3 separate regions of the Mus musculus genome follow, and all the other regions are linked to region 2. The links are chromatin contacts, called in public Micro-C and promoter capture Hi-C maps. All regions are on one chromosome and are shown on one strand. The core of a region is the stretch at or near the end of the contact, and the rest is flanking DNA. Distances in the headings are between cores, read along the strand shown. Region 1 holds the start of D130051D11Rik (a long non-coding RNA gene). Region 2 holds the start of Fbln1 (fibulin 1). Region 3 has its middle 28 kb from the start of 7530416G11Rik.

The links. Promoter capture Hi-C pulls out the DNA fragments that hold promoters and counts their contacts. Hi-C and Micro-C count contacts between places; a contact is called where the count stands out from the background.
Region 1: a contact with region 2 is called in a promoter capture Hi-C map of hippocampal neurons, with 3 times the contacts expected there. The contact joins the promoter of D130051D11Rik here to the promoter of Fbln1 in region 2. A contact is called at or near these places in 2 of 39 promoter capture datasets (cranial neural crest and hippocampal neurons).
Region 3: a Micro-C map of embryonic stem cells shows a contact between it and region 2, with 1.8 times the contacts expected there. The contact joins the enhancer-like site here to the promoter of Fbln1 in region 2. A contact is called at or near these places in 1 of 484 Hi-C or Micro-C datasets (embryonic stem cells), 2 of 115 datasets of contacts at active chromatin or transcription factors (neural tube and pancreatic cancer cells) and 1 of 9 other capture datasets (liver).

The regions. Positions count from the first base shown.
Region 1 is chr15:85,633,191-85,636,364 of GRCm38.p6, reverse strand. D130051D11Rik (a long non-coding RNA gene) reads right to left here and starts at 1,769. Exons shown (of 2, transcript XR_003951642.1): 1 at 330-1,769.
Region 2 is chr15:85,204,731-85,208,393 of GRCm38.p6, reverse strand. Fbln1 (fibulin 1) reads right to left here and starts at 2,386. Exons shown (of 17, transcript NM_010180.2): 1 at 2,182-2,386. The coding sequence starts at 2,260.
Region 3 is chr15:85,529,304-85,532,966 of GRCm38.p6, reverse strand. No RefSeq gene overlaps it. Among named protein-coding and RNA genes, the nearest start is that of 7530416G11Rik, 28 kb to the right of the region's middle. Within about 2 kb of position 2,051, at least 21 of the 459 cell types and tissues checked have an H3K27ac peak or open chromatin away from gene starts, as enhancers often do. A contact at or near this core is called in embryonic stem cells and pancreatic cancer cells, where this site is marked.

The DNA.
Region 1 (3,174 bases), core at 520-3,019, 430 kb before region 2:
GTGTGCCTCTGTCCACAATTGGTGGGAAAAAAACAAAACAAAACAAAACAAAAACCAGAGAGGCCATTCTCTTGGAAACCATGTGTTTTCTTTTTATAGAGGTGCCCATCCAGTTCCCAAGCTTTGTCTTCTAATATGGAGAAAGAAAAAAAAAAAAAACCAAAAAACCAAAGCACTGTAAGGCTGCCTCTCTGAGGCACATTTCAGTCTAGAAAATCTGGACTATTGCAAACAAATGAGGTAGAACCTCAAGCCCAGGGCTAGGTACCCACTGCTGCCAACAGCCACCACATAAGACCTGGAAAGACACTATGGAACCAATAAGATACCTTAGGCTATCCCAAGGAGAGCAGTAGGTGCAGAAGAGAGAGGCACTCTCAGTGCACAAGGCTGGTTTCTTCAAAATTATATATGAGAACACTGGGTGGTCTCTTTCATACACATTCTGTCCCTGAGAGTGGCTTGGCAGGCTTGGTCCAACAAACCAGATGCTTGGAAATCACCTACTTTTCCATGTTCTTCAAAGGCATCATAGAGACCATCTTCTGCAACCCACTCCTGACTCCGGTACAAAGAAAGACAGCGCACAAATGATGCACAATCTACAATGTTTCATTTGGGGGTTGATCTTGTAATGGTGCAGAAGCGACAGGCATCAGCAGAAACACTACTTGGGATTTTGAGTTTGATCTCTTCCATGCTGGTGATAATGCGATATAAGCACCCTTTCTCAACGCTGGCCATCACCAGGGGAAACCACATGCTCCAGTGTGCTGAGTTGATAAGCCAGGACATTTAGTAGATTAAGCAACCCCATGATGTTTTAAGCCACAGTGGGTCCTCTGTATGAGCCATTATTAAAGGTTAAAGAACCTTTATTTGATGGTCTCGGTGAACAAGTTGGGGTGGGGACATCAGGCACCTCCAGGATGCTTAAAGTCTTCTGGCTAGGAATAAAGAATGATGAACGGGGCAGTGCTGGCGACGAGAGGTGACCACGGAAAGGAACTATGTGCTCCAGCTGAGCAGAACAGATTAAACCAGAGAATCAGAACCAGGGTGTGGAAGGACTTGTCTCTCTGTGGAGGGACAGTGCTGGCCACAGTGGCTAGGAGCCCTGCGACAGCACATCAGAAGCATGTGCGGGCCTTCCTGAAAAGTGGCTGTCAACAAATAGGCGCTCTCGTCTCTGGGCCTGCAGACCTCCAAAAGGGGCGTTCACACTGCGGGGCTAGCCTGGGCTCTGCATTTCTTGGATAGGGCTGAGCACCCGGCAGGGCCACGTCGCTCCTGGTACAGAGGGAGGCTACAGTCTAAAGTAGGAGGGGCCTCGGGTTCCCGGTGCCAGGACTCCGCCGCCAAGACGGTGCCGTGGCCTGCCCCCTCTAGGGACCTAGAAAGCTCCACGCTCACACCTTGAGGGGGTACAGAGGGAGCAGAAAAGGCAGAAGTGCGCCCACGGCGCCCACAGCCCTTAAAATAACACACAACTCTCACGCTCCACCCCGGAAGCAGACTCGCGGTAGACGTAGGGCGGGGCCTCTCGAGTCTGGGGGCGTGACTTCTAAGTAGCCTGCGCCGGAAATGAAGTCCAGGGTGCGGCATACTTGGAGGCCGCGGTTCGCAGCTGAGAGGCGGGGCCCTGTCTAGAGGCGGAGCCTTGCCCAGCTGGAGGTGGAGCCACTGGGCCACCATCTCCGACTTCCGGGGTCGCGGGCGGTGCGGGCGGAGTGAAGCACAGAGTGGGCGGGCCCTGGGTCGGCCAGCTCTGAATGCAAATTTACGGCCTAGCAGGCTGCGGCTCCGGGGCGAGGCCTGCGTGTGGGGCGGGGCCTAGGTATGTGGGCGGGACCTGGCGCCGGGCACGCCCAACCTTAGTGCGGGCAGGCGGGAGGCGGAGCCTCTGCGCGCGGCCTAAATGAGTTTGCGCAGACTCAGGGCGGGCTCTCAGCCTGTCACTGTGAACCTTAGGGCTGCATTTCACTTGAATCAGATTTTCGTTTTAGTCAGACTTTTCTGTTCTGAAAGCTTTCCTGCCCTTGGAGTTTGTAAATCTTGGCAAGGAGGAAGAAAACGGGTAACCCTCAAGCTCCTCGTGAGATTTTTCCTTTTTTGAGGCTGTGTACGTGATGTAAAGAGTCTTGCAAAATTGCAGTAACACTTGAGAATACCTTAAAAATACCCAGTTCTTGATCTAAGGGTGTACCTCAGTTGGTAGAGTCCTTTCCTAGCAGACAGGAGACCTTGGCTTCCATTCTAGTATCAAACAAACAAACAAACAAAAACTTTATAATTTTCCAACTCAAAAATCATACGTTACTGGAGAAAATTTAGAAAGTTGACAAGAATTTTTAAAAACCTGATCAATATGCCAGGTAGTGGCACACTCCTTTAATCCCAGCACTTGGGAGGTAGAGGCAGGTGAATCTCTGCTCTTGAGACCAGCCTGGACTACAGAGCAAGTTCCAGGACAGTCAGGGCTATATCTCAAAAACACCAACAACAACAACACAAAAAACAACAACAAAAACAAATAAACACTCTGATTATTTAAGATCACTAGTGTTAACATTTTGACGTTTCTATTTTTATAATTCTATGTATATTTGAAACAGAAATAGGGACAATACTATACAGTACTACCTTGCCCTTTGTCTTTTTGTGGCTGGTGTTGCTGTGAGGGTCTGACCATAGCCCTATTTGTGGCCCCACACAGCCCTAGATGGGAAACCCCTTTGTTATTTAACTCTCATAGGCCGTCTTGTTTCCATCTCTTTTGAGTTTTCCTTTCTTTCTTTCTTTCTCTCTTTTGTTTTTGTTATTGTTTTTTGTTTGTTTTTGTTGTTTGTTTTTTCGAGACAGGGTTTCTCTATATAGCCCTGACTGTCCTGGAACTCACTTTGTAGACCAGGCTGGCCTCGAACTCAGAAATCTGCCTGCCTCTGCCTCCGGAGTGCTGGGATTAAAGGCTTGAGCCACCAAGCTCGGCCCTCTTTTGAGTTTTCTACATTTAAAAGGTAACAATGTTTCAACAAGTGATAAATCACTTGTAGCCAAAAAATAGATACCTAGTGTCCAGATTACATAAAGAACTAAAACTCAACAATGAAATCCCTAATTTAATTATAGGCAAAGGACTTAAATGTTTTTAAAGACTAAGTAGCTAAGACCCAT
Region 2 (3,663 bases), core at 1,137-3,636:
CCATTCCACTGGATTTTTCTCCAGATAGGAAAACTGGTTTCCAAAGCACTAGGTACCCGGGTAATCTGATGAGCGAGCTGGGGAGCAGGGAGCAGACTTCTCACCTTCACAGTGGGACTTCTCCCCTTCACCGTGGGAGGGGGTTGGAGGGTGGAGTGGGCACAGACACACCAACACAAAAACTGCAACTCTAGAATTCATAACTTTAAGCCCTGGAGGTCTCAGTGCTGCGCCCCCCACCCCCAGGGGTTCTCCCAACCCCCAGCCCCATCTTCCTGCCTCCAGTCTCCACCTCCTGACTGGGAAAGTTCCAGGAGCTCAGCTCACAGCCACATGTTTCTGCCAAGGGCTCAGGGCCTTTGTTCTCCCTCCCAACAGGACTTTTCTTTTAATCAGTCGGAAACTGCAAGCTGGAGCCAGAGGCCAAGAAAGCCTTGGAGAAAACACAACTGTTTCTCCCAACACCTCCCCACCCCCCTACACCCCGTCTGCTCCCTACACCCTCAGCTGGTCCTGAGGCAGCCAAGCCCAACAGGACAGATAGTCACAGGACAGTCATGGGCTGACTCTGTCCCTTAGCAAGAAAAAAATCAGGGCTCTTCTGCATATATATACAAATATATACACAGCCAATGGGGGACAAGTGAATGGCCAACAGGGTACTCTGCTGGGCTGGCTTCCCTAAGGTCCTTTTTAGATGTCAGCTTTCTCGCCCACCCCACAGCTCTCTGGGGCCTGAGATCAGGGTCTCCTGGCCTTGCTACAGGCTGCAGGAAGGGACCAAGCAGCTTCAAACCCTTTTCTAAGATCATACCAAACTGAACTAACCAAACTCAAGGCAGCTTCCCCTACAAGCCACAAAATGGGCCTGAGTGACTCTAGGAGACACGACTCTGAGTACCACATCTTTCCACCTGTCTCCTTTCTGCAGCAATATGGGGGTATCAGAGGTCCCTGCCATTTGCAACGGGTGTGCCTCCTCCCTTATTAAAAGTCCTCTCTGGTTTTCACTCTCCCTGGCAGGGATTCAAATGCCTTCTTTGGCCCACAGACCCACCTCACCATCTCTGGTCCAAGCACACAATCTGCTCCAAGAAGCCTCCCTGAACTCTGAGGGGCTGCAAAGCTCTTGGCACCAACTCAGGCCTATGAGCCTACCCACCCTGTCTCCTACACTGAGAAGTGACCCAAGATGTGCCAAGGCTGTAGCCAGTGCCCGGAACAGCCAGAACTCCTCCAGGATTCAGGACCAGCCAGCCCCTTCTCCCTCCCCTCTGCCTCTCTCTAAGACTCCTCCCAGTCGTTAGTTATCACAACCAGTGACCTTTTGACTAAAAGGGTCAGAGAGTTCAAAAGAAACTAAGCTAACCCAGGAATAAAGAATAAGAGATCAAGAAGGTGGTGTGGATCTAGGGCCCCCTGCAGAAACAAAGACTCCAGGAGGGCCAGGCTTGGCTCTGAGAACCCCTTAATCACAAGAGGTTAAAGGTCATAGATTTACAACCCCATTGCTTCTCTGATAGACAGGTAAAGTGCTTGCGTCAGGCCTTGCAGCTTTTGGACTGAGAAAAGTACAGCCTAGGTGGACCCTACTCCATTCTAAGTTTCCTGTACTGGGGACGTGATTCTGGGCCACTAATCTGCTACTACGGTGAACCAGCAGGGAAGAGGTGGCCAGCTCCCAAACCTCTGGGATGTTTCTCTATTTTCTGTTTTCTTTCTGCCCCCATCTCTGTCTTCCTGTCTCAGTTTGTTCAGGGGCAAAATGGGTGCAGTAGTTCCTCCCGCACCCACCTCCCACCCCCACCCCCGAGGGTAGGGGTTGGAGGCGGTTTAAAAGATGCACTAAAGTTACTTCCAGTACAGAGCACTTCCCACCCCCACGGCCCAGCAGGCGATCTGCCTTCACCAACAGAGGACCCGGCTTCGTGAACCCGCAGGAGGATCTGTTTGGAAGGTTAAAGATTTAAAGCAAGTCCCCCTAGTGAGGAGGGCATTGGAGCCGAGCCGGAAGTATTGGGGGGGGGGGGTCGTGGGCCTGGATTCCACGCAGCTCTGGGGACCGTGCGATGACCCCTGGGTGCAGCGCGCGCTCCGGAGCATCGGGGGCTGCAAACTTCCAGGGAGCTTGGGGCCTGGGTGGGGACCTAGTGCGGGGCCGTGGGCCCGGGGCTCCCCTACCTCGGGCTGCCAGCAGCGAGAGGCTGCTGAGCAGCAGCAGCGGCAGCGGGACGAGGCGCGACGGCACGGGGCGCTCCATGGGGCTGGCGGGCTCCGGCGGCGGACAAAGGCACGGCGGGCAGCGGCTACACGCTCGAGCCAGGCCTGGGCAGCCAACGCGAGGCTCCTGCGCGCCGCGTTCAATTATCCCGCCCGGAGGAGGCGCGGCGGGGGCGGGGCCCGCGGGGACCCTCCCTTCAGCACTGCGCAGCTGGAGCACGCCGCCACCCAGACTCTCCTGCGGGGATGCAGGCAGAGCGCAAAGCTCAGAGACGTGCCACCCACCTACAGGCAGAAAGTCACGTGAAAAGTGTCTAACCTAAATTGTCAGGATAGCGGGCAGCCGTAGGCTAGACCAGCAGAAGCCTGCTTGTGTAGACTCCCTGGCAGCCGCCAGACAGTTTAGAGGACTCTCTGATTTATTTAAAAAAAAAAAAAAGAACAATAAAATTTTTTTTTTAAAAGCTGGGAAAATGGCTCGCTCGATGGCTCAGTGGATAAGACACTTGCTGTGAAGACAAGAGGACCTGAGCTCAAATTTCCAGCATTCATGTAATATAAATAAATGCAAAAAAATTTAGACTTTCAACTGGATGTGATGGCACACGCCCAACACTCCAAAGGCAGAGGCAGGAAAATCTCCTGAGCTAGTTCTGTAGATCGAGTTCCAGGACAGCCAGGGATACACAGACAAACACTGTCCGGAAATACAAACAACAAGATTAAAGTAAAAACAAACCCACTACAGGTAAATTTGGAGGACCATAGGACCCCAGTTAGCTGATTGCGTGGGACAAGCAATTCAAACGCAGGGATTAGGCTCCGCTGGAATAATTGTGCATATCTGCAAACAGACTAGCGCTAGATAGACCGTCCATAATGTCCAGTGGGAGTCATCCAACATCCTCCACAGTGAATGAATACTCAGGGGCGTAATCACACACTAGGACCTTAAACTCGGAAGGTGCAGAGTGGGACCAACCACAGATGAACTTTGGCTGTGTAGGTCTCCTTGTAGAAAGGACAGAGCGGGTCAGAGGTTAGGAGACTGGTGTTCCTGGGCAGAGTAGAGGCAGCGGCAGCAGCTGAGGAGTAGGTCCCTTAACATAGTCAGCGTGTGGAAACTTACCAGGGTGTTCATTTACGAAATATGCCCTTCTGTTTTAATTCGAGAAGGGGGCATCATGCTCTGTTGCCCAGGCTAGCCTTGACCTCCTGGACTCCAGTGACCCCCCACTTCCTCCTAGGTAGCTCCTCCTAAGTAGCTCAGTCTACAGGCGTGCACCACTGTGTTTAGCTATCTTTAAGTGAAACCTCCTTTCAAAAGATGCGAGAAGCCAGAGGTTTGCAGAGAGACCAGGGAGGCTGGAGGAAGAGCCTGCTGACTGAGTTCAGTTCAGGAGGCCTCCCAGAAGTGAGGCACAGCTCAAGCGCAATCCAGGT
Region 3 (3,663 bases), core at 802-3,301, 320 kb before region 2:
TTAAAGGCGTGCGCCACCACGCCCGGCTCTGGGGTAGATCTCTTAGTGAACTGGAGAGAGATCAACATGGGGTAGCTGTGGGTCACCTTCTTTAATGAAAGGAGGAAGAGGAGGCGTTCTGGTGAATGGGTGGGTTGAGCTGTGGCCTAGGGTCTGGTGTGATGAGGAGGCAGTGGGTAGGGGAATGTGAGACCAAAATGTGTCTCTTGACTGTCCTAACAGGAAATCAGGAGAACCTGAGCAGACTGGTTCCCAAGTCTCTACCATAGGACCAGGGCCACAGTTGATGCCAGTGGGGACCTTCGAACCTATACCTCTCTCCTTTTCCTTTGTCTACAACTGGGACTGGACCTGTTTGTTTATCAGGTCCTTGAACTTGAAGGACCCTGTGACTGAGGGCCACTGAACTGGGTATTCCAGGACAGAACTCAAGTCCAGGGTCCTGGGGAGCCATAGGTTTGGTGCTACAGCAATGGCCAGGAAAGAGCCTAAGAGGCAGGATGTCTGAAGAAGACACTGGTGAGGGGCTAAGCTGTAGACTGCCCTACTCCCACCTCGGGACACAAGGGGTGCATGTTGGGGAGGCTGCCTAGTATCCTCTTTCGTTGGGCCTTTACCTTAGTGAGACCCACTGGAGCCCAGTGCTTGCGGCCTTTGAAGAAGGCTGCAGGTAGGGGATTGAGTGATCTCTCACTCCACCTACAGGAGGCTCAGCAGGAGGGCAGCAGGGCTGGCTTTTCTCCAGGGGCCAGAAACAGATGGCCTTCCTAGACAGCTGATCCCTCCTGGATGGCCAGCCTGCTCACCTGAGGCCCAAGGGTGGCTTTAAGGACCCTGATTTTTCTTGATGAGCTCTGTAAAGAGTCATAGCTGAACCTTTGGAAGCCCTTGGCCTGAGCTGTCTGGGGCCCAGTTCCCATCTCCCCTCAAGCTATGCTAGCCTCACACCACTACCACAGTGCAGGCTAGGAGCCCCGCCTGCGGCCCTTCCCGGGCTCCAGCTTTTTCTGTGGGACACAGCATCCATACTGTCTCAGGTCTTACAAGGTCTCTGGTGCCAGAGCTAGAATGGACCACGGTGAGAGCTCGGAGCTGAGTCTGAGATGGGCCTTTTCCAAAACTCAGAGAGCCTCAGGCTGGGGAAAGGCCAGCAGAGTGGGGAGCCTCCCAGAGCAGCAAGGAGAACGGGGCATGGAGCTGAGAATGCTCTGCAATGGCTTCCAAAGGCTGAGGCTTAATCACAAGCTCGAAGAGAGAAGAAAGGGGGAAGGGAGAAGGGAGAAGGAAGGCCTGAGGAGCTGAGGTAAACTGAGAGTCAGTGGAGTGGGGGTGGGGTGGAATTTGGAGAGTGAGAGAGCTACTCTGAGCTGATGACTTTCTAGAAAGTTCCATAAGTGTAAAAAGGAACCTAGCTTTTTGAGCCCCATCGCTGCATTCCCAGGTAGCTTGCAATTTGGAGACCCTTTGGACAAAGGGCTAGTTTCTCACTGTCCTGTAACCCCAAGCTGCCCATAAGGTGCCACTGTTAACAGAGAATGGTATCTACAGTCCAAGAGCCACCAGTCTACCAGGGTGAGGGCCCGAGGGCTGAAGGCTGGGCTGGAGTGTTCTGACAGTGCTCCACACTGAAAGTGCTCCTTGGGTCTCAGTTTTCCCTGCCCAAGGGGGACTTTGCTTACCCTGAGTATCTCATTAACCTAGGGAGGATTATCTGAACTTGGTGGAGCACTGCCCCATCTTCCCCTTTACACCAACAAGGCCACCATCAAAGGCGTTGAACTCATTGTCAACCAAGCTGAAGGATGCATTGGGACCTGCCAGCCCACCAACGGCCTGACACAGAAGGGGTGACCCACTCCCACGTCCCCTCCCTAGTTCTTGGACAAAAGGGATTGATTCCATCTCAGGGACAAATACTGTGGAAGGAATGGCAGCCACAAGGACAGCTGAGTCACTGGGACATCATGGAGACAGGGCATACCTCTGCAGGGAGTGGTACTGTCCCATGTTAAAGTCCCATTCTATGGGGAACGATAGTGACATCAGGGGCTGTAGGTGCTTCTCATCTTGGGGACTTAGGGATGGACCAGGAGATCTAGTCAGGGACTGGCGATGACCTCAGGCCATACCAGGTCTTCTGAGCCTGAAGGAGCACACTCCTTGTCACTAGAGGAATCCAAGCATAGTTAGATCACCAGAGAAGGGGAGAGATGTTCTGAAGTCCTATGAGGGTGTGTGCTCAGGCCCAAGGTGTTAGCAGTCTCATTCCTGTGGCAGAAAGGGGCTGGATGCTTCATTTTCTAGGTTAGGGAGACAGACTCTGGGGAGATCAGTCTGACCATGACTCCTGGCCCTGACCCCACAGGTTGCTAGGCAACAGAAACTCCTTGCCTCCGCCTTATCCATGATCCCATGGAGAGTCAAGGTGCAGCTAGGACAGTGTTATGGAGACTCAGAAAGCTCAGGTAGCATGAGGGGTGGGGGAAGGCAGCCAGGGTAGGTCAGCGTTGCCAGTAGCCTAGGGGCTGATGGCTATGTAGAGCTGGGAGGGCTGGAGACAGGGTGCAAGCCTGTGGCTGAGTACATGCTTGGAGGAGATATGGGGGGAGGGGCAGATGGAACACCGGCAGAGGGACCCTGCATACCTGGGGAAGGGGACTGGCAGCTATGCAGTTAGATGACAGGAAGTTTCACCTTGGCCTTTTCTCCTAGTGTCTGGGCTTTAAGGGGAAGAGAGTGAGCTGTTGGGGCCTTTCAGCTTTTCAGGAGAGGTATAAGGGGGTGGTTAGACAGCAGGGGGGAGAGTAGAGTCAGCACTGTGGCTCAGGTGTGGTGCAGCCACAGGGGATACAGCGGGATTCCATGCATATTTTTCAGGCAGAACAATTTCCTAGAGCCCTGTAGGCAGGTCCTGGAAGAGTCCCAGAGAGGACAAGGTCAGAGGAAGCTGATGGTAAACCTGGCTTAGGCTGGCTCCTCAGCTGTCCGTCAGATGTGTGTATGTATCAAGTTCCGGGGATGGAGAAGAGCCAGGGTGAGGGCCTCCATCTTGCTCAGAGAGAGGCCTGGGACCTGGAGGCACCTGACCTTCAACCGCTGGGACCTGCAGGCAGAGGACCCGACTTGGCCTTAGAGATGGTTTGCAGTAGGGGCCTCTGGGTTGGATGGAGCACTGTCTGAGTCAGGTTTCATGTCAGCTGGCTATGTGACACTGGCCCCGGTTTGCCTCAGTTTCCCCCTTCCGCTTCTCTAGGCTGAGGTCATGGTAGAGAGATTCCACCTGGGGTTGTGTCAGAGTGAGATACATTCACTCTGAGGCTCAGGGCAGCAGTGGGGCTGCCTGGAAGATTAGACGTTGGAATGTGTGCCCATAGAACTTTACAGTTTACAGTGGTCCTTTTATCTAGCCCCACTCTAGGCCTGAGAGCCTTGTGTTCCCAGTGTGCCTCTTGGGGACAGCTCAAGCCCCTTCTCCTCAGGGGACTCTCTGGGACCACTTCTTGAGACACCCCATCCTCACAGGATCTCTGTGCAGTCTCTGGACTGAGTGCCAAGTTGAAGCCTAAAGAGCCATTGGGTCCAACCTGAGCATGTAGGGCCAGACCCTTCCAGGCAACTGACCATGGCTTCCCAACTCTGTCCTCCCCACAGCAGCCCAGCGTG